Linked DNA regions of Arachis hypogaea: region 2 is linked to region 1. A link is a contact called in public Hi-C data. All regions are on one chromosome and are shown on one strand. Each heading gives the region's core, a stretch centred on a gene start, on an enhancer-like site or on the middle of the called end of the contact. The rest is flanking DNA. Distances are from core to core; before and after follow the strand shown.

Region 1 (4,781 bases), core at 1,683-4,182:
TCAGAGACTAAAGTTTATCAAGATCCATTTTATTTCCACCTCACCCTCCAATAAATAATTGAAGCATCCGACCTTCATCATTATCAAATTTCAACCCGAATTAACACTTTCAATCATGTCTGAGAGCTAATTTACAGGTAAAATTACCAAACCTCCCCCTTAAAATTAACCATAGTTGTGGCCTAATTCGACTAAATTTGTGACAAAATAACTACAAGAATCAATCTTCATGTTAGCTTAATCAATATAAATAAGGAATTAGAACATGAGAATTCTATAGGATAGGTCCACAACCATAGCATTCGTAAATTCTCCTAAACCATTTGGAAGAATCGAACCACATATGGTCTTGTACAATAAAAAGACGAACAATCTCTGCAAGTCAAATTAAAAGTATACATAAAGGTTTTTACTCATCAAACGTATAAAATATAATGATCTAGAGCTTCTGGCATAACCACCGGACACCAAAGGTGTTTGGACTTTATTAGTCATGCTGAATTGTTGAGTTCACCAACTGTCCTTTGTAGTTTATGATCGTCGAAGCTCCCTTCATCACGTAGAAATGCTGTCCTGGCTGGTCCCACAATTTTGAGGCGAGATCTTTTTTCGTTATCCTGAGTTGGTCTCAAACCTGACTCTGATGGCTGCACAACAAGTAATGCAAAAATAAAATAGTAAATCCACAAGCAGAACATAAGGGATACAAAACCTATATTACATTGTTATTAACAAATTAAGAACCCAAAAGAGGTTGGACACTTTCATGAAAATTTCAATAATAATCCAAAGATGACCAAGTAGCATGCCTCCAAGATCTATACTTATCCAAGATACTAACAAAAAAACCAAAGAGCTCAACAAGAACAACGGGGCAAAGAGAGAAATGATGATAACATACCTTTGAATATAGCGCCTATTAACCCCTTCCTCCAAGCCGCTTCCGACACCTTGATAGCCGAATCCACGCACACAACTTTCTCCGATCTGCGCTTAACAGGTACGCCGCCAATGACTCACGACGCTTGTCCCGGATTTTACCTCCGATGACGACCGCGGGCCACAAAGTGAGACCAAGAGCCTTCAAGAAAAACCACTCAATTTGACTCACTAAACCTACATTCAACTAAATTCCCTGTTGAAACTCTAACTATATTTTTGAAATTTTTTTAATTTTCCTCAATAAATTTTTTTCCAAATCAAAATTTCAAATTTCTAATCACTTCCTCTATTACTATTATCAACTGTTATTAGTTTTACTGTCATTAGTGAATTTACCGTGTTTCATAATATAAGTCAACTACAAACTCCCACTACACGTGTCCACAAATCACATATCACATAGTCACCTTAGCCACTTTAAACACTTGGCCACTACAGAAGCTCCCATTTATTTATACCTTGCCTAATTGCCTGATCCTCTTTTTTTCTCTAACAGAAGCAAGAAGTCAAAATATTTTAACACTCATCCTATCATCCAGATGTATTTTCTGATTCCTGAAAATTAAGAGCGCAAAGTACTTAATAGAAGATTAGATCTTGAAATGCCTAATTGTTGTTGTTATTCGAACACAAATATTAGACAAGTACTAGAGAAGGAAGCCATTTAGTTTATATATTTTAATAGGGATGTTCGTGAATTGGATCTAATATGTATATCAACAAAGTTTATACGAATATGATCCGAAAATTTTAGATATGGATCCGATCACACAAATAAGATCGGATTGCGAATTTTGTGTAGGTATTCGCATATCTGCATATTCACAAAAATAAAAAAATAAATAAGTAAATATTCTTTCTATGTTTTATTTTAACTAATAATTATCATATATATTGTATTATTTTAATTTATTATTTAAGAAAAATATGTTCAATATTATTTTAAAAGTAAACATATTTTAAAAGAATAGAAAAAATGAATTTTATGATATTTTTAATAAAAATAAGTTTTTAAAAATATTTTTGCATTTTGCAAGTATATCCAATATTCGGTCCGATCCGATTCGTATATGTGCGGATCGGATCCAAACTTAAAAACTGCGGTTATTGGATCTTATCCGATTTGATGATTTTAGTGCGGATCGAATTAAAATTTTGACTATATCAAATTTAATCCGCGTTCACCCCTATATTTTAACGTAGCATTTTCGAATTTATTATTAGAAACAAAACAAAAACATTGATGGCGATGAATAAGAGAATAAAATCTGTTGAGAAGAATTGGCTTGAAAGATAATTAGAGAATAGTGTATTTGGAAGAATTAATAGTGTGCAAACAAGGATTCTCAGTGGAAAACAAAAATCAGAGTGAGGGTAGCTAAACTAAAAATTTGGATTGAAAATTTAGATCAAAAGAGTGAAAAAATGAGAACAAAAGAATGGTTTAAATTTTAAACAGTTTCAACAAAAAATAATATTAAGAAAATATAAGAAAAAGGCACGTTAATGAAAAAAAATAAAGAAGAGAGTTAGAAATGATCAGACTTATTTAAAAATATTAAGTGAAATGATTACTATAATAACATAAATTCATTTTTACATTATTAAATATAATTTGATAAAAAATTATATATATTTAATCATGTAACGTTATATTAATAAAAATAATTATTTAAATAAATATAATTAAATTATTATATAAAATATTTTATATAATTATATTTTTTAAAAAATATTTAAATGTAATGACTACTATAATAACATAAATTTATTTATGTATTGTTAAATTTAATTTTGATTCAAAAACAGTTTTATATATATTTAAAATATTAAAATTAATTATTAAAATAAATATATAATAAAAATAAATTAAATTTTAATTTTAATAATTAATTTTAATATATATATAATAAAATAATTATTTAAATAAAAATAATTAAATAATTATATAAAATATTTTATATTGTCTCTCAACTCTTCAAAATTAAAATCCGTATTATTATTATTATTGTGATTTTAGTTAGAAACACAGGAAAAAAGAAAGAAAGAAAGAAAGAAAGTAAAACTCCAAATAACTGTGAGGTTCATAACTCCACACACCATCAGAGACCAGATACCAATTCTTCTCCTGCCGGTAGCTGCTGTGTGCTCTTCTCTTCTCCCCAATCCATCTCACGCCTCCTCCCTTTTCTTTTGTCCTGAACGCGCCGCTACCTAAATCTTACGGCGGCCTATATCGCCGGCGACGCCGACGTACGCGTTCCATTTCCACGCCGCCTACATCAGCCTTAGGTCAGCCGGCATCCACCAGTAACTAACAAGGGCGGTCGTGTGTGCTCTCTGCCTCTCTCTTTTGACCGTTAACTTCAACTGCCGTTTCTTCCAATACCATGTCGTTTTATCGCGGACTGTCACGGATTTCGAGAAATCTCAGAGGCGGCGGTAGCTTCAATGGAAGTCGGTTCCGTAGTCTCCAATTTCTTGCTTCTCACGAACACCACTCATCTATGGGCTCTGCTGAAAAGGTAAATGTCTTCTCCCTGCTTTCAACCTTGCTTCGTGTTTGTAATTAGGATCTAAAAGTAGTTAATTCCTTTTAATCAACTCATTGGAACGATTGGAGCCACGAGTAAATTTGGAATCGGTTTATGTTTTCTGAATTTTCTATTACTATCAATAAGCATAATCATAGTGCTTCCACAATGTTTGGTTTCAAAATCGCAATACTCTAATGATTAAATTATTACTTCCAATATAAGATGGATTAGGCACTTCATACCTAGATGATTATTGTAGGTTCATATTTGTTCACTAGTTTGAAATTGATATGAAGCAAATCATGAATAGTGGTTCTTGCTACAGGAGTCAGGGTAAGTGGCGGGTTAGACCAATGAATTTGTTTAATGCTTCTTTTTAAATTGTGAAGTAAGGGGAAATGATTGCGATTTAAAGAAAAAATGAATACCTAGCTGAAAATAGTTATGTTAACGAGAAGGAATTTTGAATTTACCAATTATGGAGATTTATTTTCAGTGGTTACAGTTTGTGCTAGTTTTAGAATATTATGGCTGAGGAAGATTGATGCTATTGAAACTTGGTTGATTAACAGAGTAATTGGAGAAATCTACTTTACTAATGCTTTAATTGTGAGATGCAGGTCAGAAGTTTTGTTTTTACAAAGGGTCTGCCAGCATTGCATAGTAGCAGATATAAAATCCATCAACAAAGCCACTCCATTTCTGAGGTTAGTTAATTTATGCACACTGCTATACTGCTCTGAATCCCATTTCTTATAGTTTTAAAGCTATATATATTTCACTTTCTTTACATAGAAGCTTCTACATTGCAGAACAGAATTCAAAAAATCTGTTTGAGTTGCTACATTATTTATAAATTTCACTGTTAGGATATCCATAACTGTAGATGTTCTCCAGAGAAGCTTAAACTAGTTCGACTAGTAGAGATTAACTTATTCATCATACCTTTTAAGAATTTAATTGGGAATGTCTCTTCAATCTTACATTTCTCAATGATTTTCACATTCCTAATCTTCTATTGAGACATATGTACTGTTGTTACTTGTCAGGATGAACTTGATCCATTTTCCATGGTTGCTGATGAACTCTCACTTGTTGCTAACAACTTGCGAGCGATGGTAGTTGCTGAGGTATTAAGTTTGTAAGTTTTTTATTTACTTTTAATGCAAATGCTTGGAAGTAACAAAAAATTTCAAAACTTATTTCTGTTTAAAGTCAGGTGTAGCTCATGGTGAAATTGAATATGACAGGTTCCTAAGCTTGCCTCAAGTGCTGAATACTTCTTCAGAATGGGGGTGGAAG
Region 2 (4,389 bases), core at 484-2,983, 420 kb before region 1:
TTATATGCAGAGCTAAGTAGAACTATCAAGTTCAATCACATATATAAACCAGTCTTTAACTAAACATTTCAAACTGACACAAAAACCAAAATTATATGGAAACTAAGGTTAACAAAGTTCTAGTTTCTTTTGGTCCATCACTTCCCTTCATTCTTCTCTTCTAGCCTCCTCTCAATTTAAACTTCAAATAAAAAGGTAGAAAACTTTACCTTAACAGAATATTGAGCCAGGTTGAAGGGGCACAGACAGAAGGGAAGCAGAAATAGTCCAAAATCCCTGAACAAGAAGAAGAATATCTCTGGAGGCAGAAAATTAACAGCAGCATCAAGAACAAATAACAAATCAGATTTGACATAGAGATGAGAAACAAGCAACAAGAACAGGAAATTAAATTACTTGAACAGTTGAAGTCACTGAAGGAAACTAGCAGCAACTGCAGAGATCACAGGTGAGATTTCTTCTTCTCAATGCGAAATGGAACTGATACTGAAAAATTTTCCCCTAATGCCAGAGGGAGCAGTCCAATCGTAATTCCAGCACAGAGGACGGTAAGAGTCGAGGGGACGAGAAACTAGCTGGCGAGGATGGTGAGCAGCTGGAAGCGGCCCTCGAGGATGAGTGTTGAGGGGAGGCGCGAGGGGAATGAGACTGAAACTGAAAGGAGGATTGTTAAGGTTGAAAAGAGATAAAATTCACTTAGAAAACATATAGCAAGCAGCAATCAAATTCTAGAACTAAAGCATAATCACCAGGCAATACTAATAATACAAATATTTAAGTAACATACAAATAACACAAAATATTATAACATGGTCTAAAGTCTTATACATCCTAAACACAAAACATTAACTTATAACCAGAACAAATCAACCATATAATTCAGCAACAGAGAAATCAACCATGGTAATGCTAATAAATTAGATCAATATAATCAGAACAAATCAACCACATGATCAGAACAATAAAGCATTATCCTATAATCAGGACAAATTTTAAAAATTAGAAAAGATTAAGAATCAGAACAAATCAAGCATTAGCTTAAAAATTAGAACAAATTAAAATTTATAATCAGACCTTAATTTAAAAAATTATCTGTGGTGGTGGCGTGACTGAGCTTAATTATAATCAGACCTAAATTAAAATAAAATAAAAAACTGAAAATAACAGTTTACCTGAGATGAGCTTGAGAACAGGGGAAGGGGCAGCTGAGCTGAGGTGGCGGAGGGGCTGGCGGCGGGGTGACTGAGCTTCGGACTGAGTCGCGAGCAGCACGGAGAGGAGAGGAGAGCAGCGCGAGAAGAAGAAGTCGACCAGTGCAGCGCCGGCACGGAGAAGAAGATTGATTGAGGCTGGTGATGGTGGCTGAGCAGGGGGCACGAAGAAGGGATTGAGACTCAGAGAGGGCTGAGAGTAACTCGGTACGTATGTTTAGGGCCTTTTTCGTTTTTGTCAAGCTTGTTTTCGGAAATGAACAAATCGGCCCAAAATCCATGGATGAGTCCAACAATGTACTACACAATATATAAATTACATCTAACAGAAAAAAAATATATCAATTACAAATCTTTGAAGCCGGAATCCAGCACGGTTAGAATTCATGAGCCAGTATGGTGTCATGGTGTGCACTTAAACCACCTATAACACTAGAACCTAAAATTTCCTTTTCCTCTTATCTTGAATCAAATCTCTATATATGCACACATGATGCATCAAAACTATAATAATCAGTTTACAAGAGTGGTGTGAGAAAAGTATAATTCTTATTGCATTTTGTCAAGGTTAAGTACGTGTGTTAGTTGGATTGGGCTAGATCTTTGGTTGCATTGGTTTCTGAAAATGTAAAATTACTAAAAAAAATAAGAGAGTAAAATGAACTACTTTGTTAGTTTAGCCATCCGTTTAAATAAGGGTCGGGAGTTCAAATTTCTAGCAATCCATTCAGTTTACAATTTATGCAAACTTGAAGGAAATGTGGCTTTGATTACTGGTAGGGGTAGGGGCATCGGTGAGTGCCAACATTCGAGACCAACAAGGACTCACTTTCCAAGATGACATAGGAGTTAAATTCGCAACCTATGTACATTGTGATGTAGCAAAAGAAGATGATGTTAAAAATGCAGTTAACATAGCAATAATCAAAGTATTAAAATCTAGACATAATTGTGAACAACGCTGCAGCAATAGATGATGCTAACCCTAGCATTCTTGACAATGATGTGGCAGATTTTCAGCGCGTTTTTAGTGTCAACATTACGGGGCCTTTTTTGGGAATCAAGTATGCAGCTAGAGTGATGATCCCAACCAAAAAGGGTAGTATTGTAAACATAAGGACTGTAAGTTCAAGAGTTGGAGAGGCTGCAACTCATGCGAATACAAGTTCCAAACATGGCTTAATTGGACTCACAAAGAATGCAGCTGCTGAGCTTTGAAATTTTGGCATAATAGTGAATTGTTTGTCACCTTACTCCGTTGCTAACAGTGCTGGAATTAGAGGGTTCTTTAAACTTGATGATGAAGGGTGTTCAAATGTTTATTCGAATTTTAAAGGTGTTCATTTGATGGAAGAAGATGTAGCACAAACTGCACTCTATTTGGCTAGTGATGAGTCCAAGTACATCAATGGTCATAATCTAGCTATTGATGGTGGTTTTACTACTATTAATCTAATGTTCGGTTTGTTTTCACAATCTTAATTAAGTTTTAACACTTTAAACTTTTATATATGTCCTATTTTGTTTACTAATTTATTAGTCTTGCTCTCAATGATGTGTAATAGTATTGTACTGTTTTCTGTATAATAATACAACAATGCTAGGAAATCAAGAGGGTACCAGCCAAAAATCAGCCAAATGCTTTTGGGTGAATCCAAAATCTCTACGTGAATGATGCTTATATTAGGCATTAAGATGTTTCTTCTTTTACTAAGTATCAGAATGTTTCTTTTTCATACTAAATGGATGTTCTTTTATATATTTTATAAATTTTTTTATATACTAAGAATCGGGATTGTTGGAAGTTCCGTGATCCCCGCCTCTATTTCTCCAACGTATCATTCAGAATTTTAATTTGGGGTGAGAAGTAATTAATATCAAATATTATAAATTAAAAATAAATAAAATTAGTTAAATATAATTATAAATTAGTTAAGTTGTTTACTTTTTGACTGATCACCTCTTAGTTTCATATACTTTTCCATAATAAAATAAAGCGAAGATTTCTTGGGTACTAATTAAGAGGTTTTTATTTTTTCTCCCCCTTCTCCGTAACCTTCATAAATCATAATAAGTGACATATCAACAAACTTGAAGGAGAGATAGGGTTTGTTGACTTTTTTAAATATAAAAAAATAATTTTAAACAATAAAAAATTCATGTTACTAATATTTATTTACCAAAAAATATTTATTTTTGTTAGAAAATATTTTTTATAAACGAAGACTAAATTCTTAAAGTGGTTTTTTAGATTTATAGTTTTTATTATTTTAATTCATCAAATTGAAGTACTACAAATTAAAGTACTGCTCTGATTTGTCTCGCTGGACACAAGTCTAAACGACGTCGTTTTGTTTTAGCGCTTAGACAAGGCAAAATTGAAAAGACGAAGAAAAGTTTTTATGATGTGCAAACCGTGTTATCTTTTCTTATTCTCCAAAATGACTTGTTTTTGTATTGTTTAAGTGCCAAAATGAAACAATATCATTCGATCATGTGTTTAACGTGACAAATCAGAGCTAACTGAATATTCTGTTTGTTGATTCAAAACCAGAAAGGGTTTAGAAACTAATATGATGCCTAAAACTAGATTTCGAAGATCAATATAATAAATTTTAATTTAAGTGACTAAAATAGTGAAAGTCGTAAATCTTAAAGATTACTATAAAAATTTAAGCTACAAACGACTGTTAAAATGGATAAAACTCATCGGATCAATTTATTTATGCTTTAAATAGATAGATTTCTCTCTCTCTCAAGTTATTAAAAACAAAATATTAAATAGCTTCAATGCAATTAGTTAAAAAAAGAAGGGGTTAAATATGTTGTAAAACAACTAAATAAATAAGGAAGATGTAAATATAAAATAGAGAAATATAAACTTGTTCTTATCTCACTATAATATAAGTAGTTACTATAATATAAGTAGTTTATCTATTTACTAATATTATAAATATTGTAATTTGAAATTACAGAGAAATAAAAGAGAGAGAGAGTTTATTAACAGTGTATAAAGAAAAGAATATTATAGTAAAAGAGAGAGAGAAGGAAATATTTTATTGTTCTTGTCTATTCCTTCTACATCAGGTCATGCCTATTTATAGGCGTACAAAAGCATTGATATTTGGTTTCATTAATTTCATTTCATATTGAGAAACTAAGTTCTCATTCTGAGAAT

What was found. A called contact is a pair of places that touch in the nucleus more often than the background predicts.
Region 2: a contact with region 1 is called in a Hi-C map of leaf, with 2.4 times the contacts expected there. The contact joins the promoter of LOC112782671 here to the promoter of LOC112784083 in region 1. A contact is called at or near these places in 2 of 8 Hi-C or Micro-C datasets (both in leaf).

What each region holds. Positions count from the first base shown.
Region 1 is chr20:25,476,352-25,481,132 of arahy.Tifrunner.gnm2.J5K5, reverse strand. LOC112784083 (solanesyl diphosphate synthase 3, chloroplastic/mitochondrial) reads left to right here and starts at 2,932. Exons shown (of 12, transcript XM_025827196.3): 1 at 2,932-3,467; 2 at 4,100-4,186; 3 at 4,529-4,609; 4 at 4,730-4,781. The coding sequence starts at 3,333. It overlaps LOC140182530 (a long non-coding RNA gene), which reads right to left and starts at 1,420. Exons shown (of 2, transcript XR_011878289.1): 1 at 902-1,420; 2 at 227-647.
Region 2 is chr20:25,895,525-25,899,913 of arahy.Tifrunner.gnm2.J5K5, reverse strand. It overlaps LOC112782671, which reads right to left and starts at 1,733. Exons shown (of 4, transcript XM_025825170.3): 1 at 1,173-1,733; 2 at 397-654; 3 at 210-298. It also overlaps the pseudogene LOC112785647.